Linked DNA regions of Gossypium arboreum: regions 2 and 3 are each linked to region 1. A link is a contact called in public Hi-C data. All regions are on one chromosome and are shown on one strand. Each heading gives the region's core, a stretch centred on a gene start, on an enhancer-like site or on the middle of the called end of the contact. The rest is flanking DNA. Distances are from core to core; before and after follow the strand shown.

Region 1 (3,787 bases), core at 952-3,451:
AATATTCTTGGTACGGTTTTCCCTAATATAGTAAAATTTACTCGACATGTTGGGTACTGAAAGACTGATAAACTAAGATTTTCGATTATTCAATAATGGTTATATCATCCTCTGATCTCATCTTTGTGTGTTAATTCGAAGGGGTATTTTTTTCCCCCAAGCGTCCACTGTAAGCAAACACAGTGTTCCATCACATCTATTTTTTCCCCCCCAGAAAAGACATTTAAAAGAATTGAAGCCTTAAACAAAATTTAGTTACTGAAAATCCTCTCTTTTTCCCATTGCCTGACTGAGGTATGTTTTTATTCTTTTTAACACGGATGGCAGTTTGGGTGATGGGATGTAAAATTATAATGTTATTTTAGCTGTTGAGTTGTCGAGCATTTGAGACTGTTTCCCCATTACTCAATGCTCCTAAAAACCTTCACTTTTTGTCGGATTTGTCATGTGATGACTGCCACTTTTGCATGAAACTCAGGTGGATTCTCCATCAACTTTCATTTTGTTCCCCGGAATTTATAACTATCACTTAAAATGGGAAGGGGGAATCACTAAATTCTCCCCAGTTTTATTTATTTATGCTCATATTTTATCCATCGGACTATGTACTGCAATTGCCACCAGGATCCCCCACTTTCATTTTCTATTATAAATCTTAATTATTATCCTACGCCAATCTCCTGGTATGGATAAAATAATAAAGCAAAAGAAGTAAAGATAAGTGAAAAAGCTTTGGCAGTTTGCAGTTTGGAGTTATCTGAAAGAAAAAGAAATCAAAGATTACGCAAATAAAAAGGATTTTTGGTTGAAATGCAAAACCCAGAGAATGGCCAAAAAACTCATTTAAGGCTACTGGGATTCTATTCTGGCATTAAGAGATGGTGAGGGTGCGTGGGGGGGGGGTGGATATGTCGATATCTGCTGCGTACGTTGTGGCCACTGACCAGTGGGCATCTGCAGCAATAATATTAAGTTTAATTTCGAGTTGTGGGCATAAATTAATGTGGTCCCAAAACAGGCTTTTGCTGAATTTCTGTTAGTATCTCAGCTAAACGCTGTTGAGCCTGTGAAAGAATTCATGGTGGATCTTATGTCTGCAATGAAAGGGTTAAGTTTCAGGTCTTTTAGGACCTTTCTGAAACTTAATTACTGCAACAAAGTGGATTTATAGGAACATTTGTGGTTTAGGGTCCCCAATTTATATTTATTTATTTTGTCTCTTAAGACAACTTTAAAGCTTAAAAAAGAGTGCCACCTAAATCTGCATCCGGGTCTTTGAAACGACAGACATTTTAAATAGCATTATGTTGCTTCTTCTCTGGACCAAAAGTCTAAACACCTTTTATCTCCACCCCATGCTTCTGTCTTTGCTCCTTCATCTTCCAACATATCTAAACTCAAAAAAATGGGTCCAAAATTTCTTCGGGTCCATCTACAACTAAGCTTATTGGATATATGCCTCCATCTTAAAACCCCTCTGATCAAAAAGAAAATATTCATTAATATAATATAATGATTCAATCATAAAGCAAAAGATCCAATGTTCATACCATGTCACATCCAAGTCATTCACCAAGAAATCAGATAAAGAGGGCCAATGCTAGCCAATTTATATATTTTTTAAAAGGTTAATGCTTGGAAATGCTGTTTTAAAACTAAACAAATCTTGCAGTAAATGCACACCTGCGTCGCACTAGAAACCTGGGAACAGAATGCAATTTGTTTCAAGTATAACTAATTATATTTTCAAAGGTTTTAATGTGGTTTATTGTTCTGGAGTGCAGTAAATGCAAATCTTTTGTTGATAGTTCTGGATTTAAGGACTATATACATCCACCATGATTTATATAGTAACATCTTATTTACAAATTCTTTCAGAAGGAACACAATTATTTTCTAACAGGTATTTAGGGATGAAATCAAAAAAAAAATTTGTGTTGAGTAGTCAAGATTTTGAAAGCCTAAAGTTAGTTATTATTTTGGTGTGTTATGATGTTACACTAAATTATTAATTTTAGGGTTTAGGGGTTTAAATTGAATTATTATATTTAAAAGTATTTTAATAAAATGAAGAGAAGCTAGAGGTGACATCGTTTAATGTTTTAAACCAGGCCGGGCCTGGACTTGAAACCTTTTTTGTTCAAGATCCAGATTGGGTTTTAAAATCTGGATCCAAATGAAAGGTTAGATGGGCTTAAAAGCAAGATTGGTATGATAGTAATTTCACAAGCGCGTGAGACCCTTCCCCCAGGGACGTCGCGTTTGCGAAAGCTTTCGTTTCTGATCCGTCCGTTTCTCAGACTGACGAAAGACTACTGAAAGGAGCTTTAGAGACCTCCCTCTCCAAACACGCACAAAAAATCAAACCTCATTTCCATGGCGGATCCCTAAATTCAACAATCCAAACAAAAAAAATGAACCGTTAACCGTTAAATCTTTATTATTTTCCTTTTTTTTTGAAAATTTCTATTTTCATTTTTCATTTTTGTAAATCCAACCACTGCATTTCGTTATATATATATATATATATTCAAATTCCATGTCAGCTCTGCCTGCTTCAGTTTCTTCTTCTTCCTCTTGGATCCCTGAAGACGATCTCTTATTAAAGAACGCCATTGAGGTAACCTCTTTTCTTCTTCCTTTTACTAATTTTCCTCATAATGTAATTTCCTATTTTACACTCTCTAAACGAATCTTTTGCATTTCTTGACCTAAAAGTCTAAAACGAGAAAAGATAAAACCCCTGAGGTTAGTGGAAATTGATGATTAATTTAAATTTTGGTAATTACAGTCCGGTGCTTCATTGGAAGCACTAGCAAAAGGTGCGGTTCGATTTTCACGGAAGTTTACTGTTAAAGAATTACAAGATCGATGGCGTGCTTTGCTTTATGATCCTGTTATTTCCGATCAAGCGGCGGCTCGTATGATTGAGGTTGAATTATCTGCTTCTAATTTATCTTCTAAATCAAGTAAATGTGATAACTCTGTTGAAATTGGAGGTGCTAAAAGAAAATTCGAAAGCGTTAGAAGATCGTATTATGCTATGAGGAAGAGGGCCTGTAATTACCATGTGACGAACTCGAGTGGTGTTAGTTTTCTTGGATCACCAAATGGGAATGATTGCATGCAAAATAGAGGTGGCTATGATGAGCTCGTAGAACCTCGAGAAGATTGTGTTCAAAACCAATTTGGATTCTGTGATTTAGGGATAGGTTGTGTAGATAAACGATCACAAGACAATGACCTGAAAGTAACTTTGAAGGAGGATTGCTTTAGTGAAAAAGTTGAGAACCTTGAACAGAATAATGTGTCTAGCGGGTCTCCTCATGTCATTTTTGAGGCTTCAGTTAAATTTGGGCATCCATCTGGTGTTGAGGAAATCAAGCCTTTCTCAGTGGGATGTTCATCGCCACAACCAGATATGCCGCTGTGGAAAACAATGGAAGATGTTCCAGCAGCTGTAATGCCAGTAAATGATGGCCCTCTAGATAAAGGCCAGGACGTAGAAGGTGAAATTGTGCATCCTGAAGATGTGGATGGTAAGAAAATGTGTGCATCTGAATATGCTATTGTTCCTTCAGATATGATGTTAAAAGATGGCTATGAAATTAATAATTCAGTTGTTATCTCAGGTGGTGATTTAGCTGAAACAGATGCTTTATTAAACTTTGATGGTGATGCTATTGATAAATCTTGCTATGAGAGTGTGAATTCACTTTTGCTAAATTCTCCTAATGATGTTCATGAAGATGATACATCAAAGACTAAAGAACATGAGACATTAGTT
Region 2 (3,610 bases), core at 768-3,267, 160 kb after region 1:
TTAGAAATTAAATATATAGTTTTTGTTTTTTTAAGTTTATTTGAAAAATATATTTATTAATTTTATATATTTTAGTTACCGAAAGTTATATTTTTGAGTTGACATTTTTAAAATTTTAAAAGTTTAACTAATTTTTAATATATAATTTTAAAATTTTAGAAAACCTTTCCTATTTTATTTTTGAATTATTTATATTTTATAATTTTTTATTTTATATAATTGATATATCTTAAAGGTTGATTTTTAAATTTAATATTTCTTTTGTAACATAAAATTATACATATTTTAAATTTAAATTTGAATATTTAATACTTAATAAATTTATAACATATCATTTCATTAATTATCACGAATAAAGAAATGTCACCTAACACGATTTCATTGATTGAGTGTGCTACTTATTTTCTTTAATACTGTTAATTTTTTTACTAAAATTTATATATAACAAAAGAATAATAAGTATTAAAATGAAATAGAAAAACTAAGGAGCATGGTAGTAAAAGCAATTTAAATCGGGAGGCCGAATGATCACATGAACTTTTAGGACAGACAATTCAGTAGCAAAACAAAACCATCCATAAACAAATCACAAATGCAAATTCTTTGGTAAGTACATGAAATAAGAAAAAAATTTAATTTAATTTTGTATGTTACATTTCATTTTGATGTATGCTAAAGGTATAAAGTTTAGACGATAAAACAAAAAAAAAAAACTCTTTGCTAAATTGACACACTCAAAATATTATATCATATTATAAGACATTCATATTTACTAATATATTAATAAATACCAAAACAAATGCATTGGTTTGTTACATTCTAAAATATATTTTATCCTTTTAAAAGAAATAATATAACTATTTACTTTTTAAATAAATACTTTTATATATAACCATACTAAACTATCAACCATCTTATGTTAATTTAAATAAAAATTATCATATATCTCACCCTTTTCAAATACCAATGAAAACTAGCACTATATTTTAATTAAATTTACTAAATTAATCATTTATTTGTCCTTTCCATTTTATTTATACAAAAGTTATTTTAGCTCTTAATTTAATTTTAAATCTTTTCAGTTCTTAAATTTGCATTGTTTGATAAATCATCCCCAAAATGGATGGAAAATTAACGTTTGTTAACTTTCTTGACATGTCATACACGTGAATTATTATGTGGATGCCACGTCTATAATTAATTAATTTTTAAAAATTAAAAATATATTTCTTTTAAAAGTTAAAATTATTTAAAAGTATAAAAATTATAAACAAAGTTTTTAAAATTTTTAAAATAATTAATTGTGTATTCCATGTCAGCAAAATTAACAAATATTAATTTTTTATTTATTTTAGAGTAATTTGACAAATAATATAAATTGAAAGACTGAAAAGATAAAAAAATTAAATACAAAGTTAAAGTGATTTTTTTATAAAGTTAGAGGAAAAATAAATTATTATGCCATTTATTTATACTGAAACTTTTAGAGGAAAAGTAATGGCACCCGCATGAAGAGGACAAAGGCGATGAAAAATGTATTATAGGAGAATGACTCATTTTGATATGAAATGGTAATAAATTCTCCAAAACATAGCATGTGAGGTGAGATAATATGCCTTTTGCTTGACGATTGAAATTCGTAGTGGTTGAAATATGATGGAGCTTGGACAGCCCATTCCCTGTTTCAACTCAAAATCCCTCAAGTGCAATCCAGATAATCTCATCATTTCTCCATGTGATGTGACTCAAATCCCATTTCTTCAAGCTCTGTCTTTCCCAGTTGCTTCATGGCCTTCATGTGTGAGGGGCAAAACCTTTTTTCATATTTGGCATAAGCCTGGTGAAAATTTTAGTTAGTGTTGCTTCGGCCCACAGATGAAAAGCATGGGCTTTTATCATCAATTGAAATCACAGGATTCAAACAAAGATTTGGTGGATAAAAGAAATTGGTAGCATTCAGATGAGAGAAATGACATGAGAGCTGAAATTTTGAAATATCCCATCCTGATGTCTTTTTCATGCATTAATGGGCCCCTTCATTCTTCAACATGTATTTCATTTCTGTTCACATTACTACAAACATGTATATCTTTATTTGAATGAGAAAGAGTCTGAAGTTTGAATATTTTAAGTAAACTTAAATTTCAATATGAATTTTAAAATTAAATATATTTAAATTCTTGGATTTAAAATTTTATTTGAGTGATAAATTATTTTAAATTTATTGTTTGAATAATTATATTTAGATTTGAATAATTAGTCAACTCTCTTTTTAATCCTTGCACACTAGTACTAAAATTATTATCTGTATTTTAAATTTTGTGATTCAGAGTTAAGTTCCACCCTATTAATTTAATTTGGTATTTAAGTTTTTTCATCTAATTTGATATTTGAATTTTACATTTTTTTTCTTAATTTGACACCTAATGTAGCACCCTCAACCCGACCTAATTTACCGGGTTCGGATCTTGGGTGTTACTACACATAATGCTTAACGAAATTCGAAATAGTAGACAAACACTCTTTACTTAAAACATTTTTCTTATCATTTCTTTTAAAGATTTAATTTCAAAGAAGAAAAAGAAAGTATTTAAAAATTAAATTATTGCATCACACTTGGTACAACACTTTACTACATTGCAACACATAAATTTACTAAAAATACTCTTAGGGGGTAACCTTACAATACACCACTTTTCCACTATATGAATAATAACCCATCTTGGCATACTCCTAGCATAGTCTCTCATGGCACATTCTCTTACCACATCACCTGAAACAATAACAAGCATTATAAGCTCAAGAGAACTTAATGAGAGTTAATACAAAATACCTTGGTGAATTCTTTAATCATATTTGAGAAACTTCTGTACGCCAAATACCTTTTTTACCACTTACTTTTGTTTGGGCAGATGCTATCGCAGTTTCAGGCTGACACTTAAATGCCAACTACTATACTCTTAATCGTACTATTTCTCTCTGAAGTATCAAACTAACTTAAGATCCTTCCAGATACAGATATTACACTAATCTCTTTTTTTTCTTAGAACCCCAAGGGGTCTTTTTAAATAATAACTCTTCAAAGCCCAATACAGACATACCATCTCTTCATACATATACTGATTTCAAAATTTGTTGATCACAGATATTGTTCACTTGTTGATACATACACATTTGGTGGATACTCACGCAGATTTAAATACTATCAGTTTGCTAGTCAAATCTTATTCTCGTTTGATACCCTACAAGATCAACCGATAATGAATTATGTAGATAATCCAAATAAATTCTACACAATTTTATTTTAGAACCCCAAATACTCAAAGATACGATAACTCAGATTTCACAAGATTTTAAAAGAATACATTATATTGTTCAAATATAGTGGATACCAAATAGCCTAGATTTGACCCTACAGGGTATAGACAAATTTAGACTAATGGATACTTATCTCATTCATAACTACAAACACGCCCAAATTTTAAACTAATAAATTATCATGGCGGATACCCTTTATGAACATACAAATACATTCTTTTTTTTTCAAGAAATTCCTTTACGAATTATTCAATTACATCACAGATCTTATTCAACTATCTTAATTCCAGAT
Region 3 (4,056 bases), core at 1,382-3,881, 220 kb before region 1:
TGGGAACTTGTGGAAGTTACCAGCAAGGCCCTTGCCATGCTCCTGCTTCTTATGCCATCGTGGAGAAGGTATTCTAACTTTCATGTCTGACACATAAACTAAAACTTGCATGAATGCATTTCTCACCATCTTCCGCTGTTCTATGTTTCACAGAAATGTGTAGGGAAGCAAAGATGTGTGGTCACCATAGCCAACAGTAACTTCGGGCAAGACCCATGCCCGAACGTGTTGAAGCGGTTGTCTGTCGAAGCTGTTTGTGCTCCGATATCTTCAACAACAGCACAGCCAAACTGGGGAGGCTAATAAGATTGAAACACTCACAAAGGAAATCCATAGCGCTTGCATCTAGTAATTTAACCATACAGAAGCAAGCACCAAAGAAGAAAATAAAAAAGAAGAGTGCAAAGAATAGGCGTTTAGTTAGGGTTAGGTTGAGTGCCATAGCATTTCAAAAATGGAGTGCTTTGGCAAAAGGTGTTCGCTGTTCAATGCTATAGGCAATGAGTTATTTTAATTTTATAAAAAAGAAAAAAGGTTAAGTGAGGTTAATAGACTACTGTAAATTAGTGATCGAAAGATAAGTGAGTTTCTAAATTCTTAGGGTCCTTCAATTTAGGCCCTAAGGGTGAAATGTCTTCCATGTGTCCCCGGACTTTTAACCGGATATACGGGCACTAGAGAAACAGAGATTTGTATTTGGTGTGATTTCAGTTTGTATCAGTGGGGGGAAATCGAACCCCTATCAGGTTCATGTTGGGAGCGGTTCCTAGTATGGCCATTGTTTTATGTGCAGTTCCTGAATCCAAAAGTCTTCTTTTTCAGTTGTAATTTAATGTTATCCTTAAACCATGTTTCCCAGTTCCCACACCACCAAACAGGCAGCAATGGTGACATTTGACCGCTGTAGAACCCAGTATCCCGATCTCAATCTTCTTGTCGCCAAGGAGGTAAATAAATTGGCAAAGCTGTACAACCCAATAAAGTCCAAATGAAGTTTCACATATGATCAAACTTTCATCTAAACCTAAGCTTCTAATTAATCAAAGCTAACTGTGTGATCATTTACTTTTTTATCAGATGGCTTGAGGAGATTGACAACATATAGACAAATTATCTACTGATAAATCCCCCCAAGTATCAAATAAACCATGGTCAGCCCCATGAAGATTGAAAATAGTTATCAGCAACAAAAACAGATCAAATGAGTTTCTGAATAGGTACCCTTGAAGTAACATACAATTCAAGGGCAATGAAAATGCTCAAAATCACATCAACCATGAAAACAAGCAAGCTTTATATGATTATGTATCATATAGTAGTTGAGGAAATAAAAGTACCTCAATATAAAGGAATAAACTTAGGGTTTAACATAGAGATGTTTAGCTAGGTACCAGCAAATCAAATACGAGGTACATGATAAAAAGTTCCTCAAAAACATGATAAGGTAGCACTAATAATTATCACCATCAAGCAGAAGTACTACTAGTAGCCATATGTTTTGTCACAGCCTGCTGAAGCTCCTCTTTCTTTGCACCAACCACTTTTTCAACAGCCTTTCCTTCCTTCAGGAACAAGAAAGTTGGCATAGCATCCACATCCCATTCAGCAGCAACCTCCTGAAAACAAAATGAAAAAAAAAAAACAATCAATTCGACAGACATTTTCGCTTCTTAGTTGCGGATTCTAACTCTGCATCTGCATTACCTTCAGTTCATCCACATCCACCTTAAGAAACATAACATTAGGAAACTTCTTGGCCAGTTCAGCCAGAAAGGGTGAAATAAAACGGCAGGGTCCACACCATGAAGCAGTGAAATCAACCACCACCTGCATTTACCATGTAAGTACAAATTCACATAACGTTTGTGAAGAAGCTAAAGTTATAAAAAAAGATGAAAAAGTTAATGGAGAAGAGTAAAAAACAAAGAACAAACATCAACGTCACCATTAAAATACGACATTGATTTGTCATCACCATCACCAGCTACTAACCTTAAATTTCATTAATGTCACTCACATGTATCATATTGCTCTGTTACTACAGCATACTGTCCTTCAGAACTTTTAATTGGAAAAGTGTTACAAAATCTATAACAAAATTTCCCTAGAAACAAACACATCAAAATTTCCTAGTTTTAACATGTGAAATTGACTAACTAATATTGTATTAACCGAGAATTTTTAAAATAAAATAAAAATAGAAGAAGAAGCTTCAGCATCAACAGAAAATGGCTTTAGTGTTTAAGAGGCTTCAACTTTACGGATCGTGGAATTTTTTGAATAGAAAAATCTAGATTTATACATATAAAACAACCAAATCATAAATATAATATTATATGAAGCAAACGACAACAGATCTGACACATTATCTGAAACATTAAAAATAATCATAAATCTAACACTAAATATATTGGGGGAAGGATTCATTAAAATAAAATTACCAGCTTTTTGGATTGGCCTCCCTTTTGAAGTTGCTCCTTCCATGAATCAAGGGTGTGGCAACTGATTACTTGACCTTCCTCTGCTGCCATTTTTGGTTAGATATTCAAAGCTCTGCTTTTTCTTTTTGCTTAAAAAAAAAATGTATTCTCTGCGGCTCTATTTACAAATAAATAAGCAAACTGAGGTTTTGATTTTGGCAATGGGCAATAGACCTAGATTTGGTTCTAATTACGATCTTGCCATTATTGTACGAGGAGGGTTGTACCCATACGGATATATATTCCCGTTCAACACGTTTGGTTTTATCTTCGAGATTTTTACGGTTACGTCTTTATACGCTTTAGTGTTTCAAGTTCAACCATTAGATTAGACAGAATTGTTGAGCTAGTCAATAATATTGATATAAAGTTTGCAAGCCCATTAAAAATCTATATTTATATTATTATTTAAAATTTAAATGATGAGATCAATATGTATAAAACTTCTAACTTCAGCACAATGCATTTTCTATTTATTGTATATTATTTTCAAATGCTTACTTATGTTTTAAATATATAATTTTTAGATACATACGTATATGCCTAATTGCCTACGATAGAATTTCTAGATTAAATCACTATGAAAAACTACATAAAAATATAATACAACACAAAGAGTAACATAAACACAGCCCCGTTATTAAAATATACACAAAACGAATTTTTAAGGTGTGAAAAATTATATACAAGTTTGCAATACCCTTAAAGCACGAAAATAACACAAACATGAACATAACACGAGAAATAACATGAATCCATGACACTAAAATATATGGAAAAGAAGCATGAACATAAGATGAGGTAAATGTTTGATACTAATTAAAACAAAAAAACATCATCACAAATAATATTAAATCCATATATAAATGGATCAAAATCTTAAATTTTAGAAATTTTAAGATATTTTGAATACATAAAAATATTACAACAATATATCAATGTTACAAGCCAATTTGTCTTAGGATTTGCAAATGGTCCGCTAAAAGAGATTGTCAGTATTGAAAATTAAAACTATACTTTGTAAATGAAATATTCCATCTTTATCGACTCCATCAATGTCACATACAAAAATTGACATATCCCTTCATTCTTTGCATTGGTTTCTGGTAAAAGCTACAAATAGATCAAGTTCTTGAAACAGTAAGTACCGAGAAGGAACCAACCAACAAGAAGGAATACAAGGAGGGCCAACAGAGACAGGTATGTTGTGCCACCAAACACTAGTCCAATACTGGATACGACAACAAATGGCAAGTAAGATCGCAAAACTGCTGTTTTGTTCACCCACCGACCATTGATGAAGATGAGAACAGCAAGGTTAACTACATTCCACCCACCCGAATGAAAGCCTAACCTGTTCAGGTTGTTTACTACAAATGAATGGCATGCAAGTGAAAAGGTTGTATGGCCGATGTTGGAACTCTTGAATGCCCTTTTCTAGTGCATCATCCCATGTTAATGCCTCTCTCAGATCGTCATGTTGGTATTCTTGATCTCCTTTCAGTGCTGATGAATGATATGAAATGCTGCATTCCTAGCAAAAAGCTCCAAAGTTTACACATAAATGAGGAAGAAT

The links. A called contact is a pair of places that touch in the nucleus more often than the background predicts.
Region 2: a Hi-C map of leaf shows a contact between it and region 1, with 2.5 times the contacts expected there. The contact joins the enhancer-like site here to the promoter of LOC108474052 in region 1. A contact is called at or near these places in 2 of 5 Hi-C or Micro-C datasets (both in leaf).
Region 3: a contact with region 1 is called in a Hi-C map of leaf, with 4 times the contacts expected there. The contact joins the promoter of LOC108473377 here to the promoter of LOC108474052 in region 1. A contact is called at or near these places in 2 of 5 Hi-C or Micro-C datasets (both in leaf).

What each region holds. Positions count from the first base shown.
Region 1 is chr11:26,258,900-26,262,686 of ASM2569848v2, reverse strand. It overlaps LOC108474052, which reads left to right and starts at 2,201. Exons shown (of 8, transcript XM_017775938.2): 1 at 2,201-2,620; 2 at 2,792-3,539; 3 at 3,633-3,787. The coding sequence starts at 2,540.
Region 2 is chr11:26,102,283-26,105,892 of ASM2569848v2, reverse strand. No RefSeq gene overlaps it. Among protein-coding and RNA genes, the nearest start is that of LOC108470425, 32 kb to the left of the region's middle. Within about 2 kb of position 2,017, at least 2 of the 2 cell types and tissues checked have an H3K27ac peak or open chromatin away from gene starts, as enhancers often do. A contact at or near this core is called in leaf, where this site is marked.
Region 3 is chr11:26,483,912-26,487,967 of ASM2569848v2, reverse strand. LOC108473377 (thioredoxin H-type) reads right to left here and starts at 2,631. Exons shown (of 3, transcript XM_053021155.1): 1 at 2,442-2,631; 2 at 1,705-1,827; 3 at 1,278-1,616. The coding sequence starts at 2,531. The coding sequence ends at 1,467. LOC108473376 (protein RTE1-HOMOLOG) reads right to left here. Exons shown (of 4, transcript XM_053021154.1): 3 at 3,869-4,014; 4 at 3,365-3,867. The coding sequence ends at 3,594. It overlaps LOC108473375 (beta-galactosidase 3-like), which reads left to right. Exons shown (of 19, transcript XM_017774895.2): 18 at 1-68; 19 at 154-828. The coding sequence ends at 303.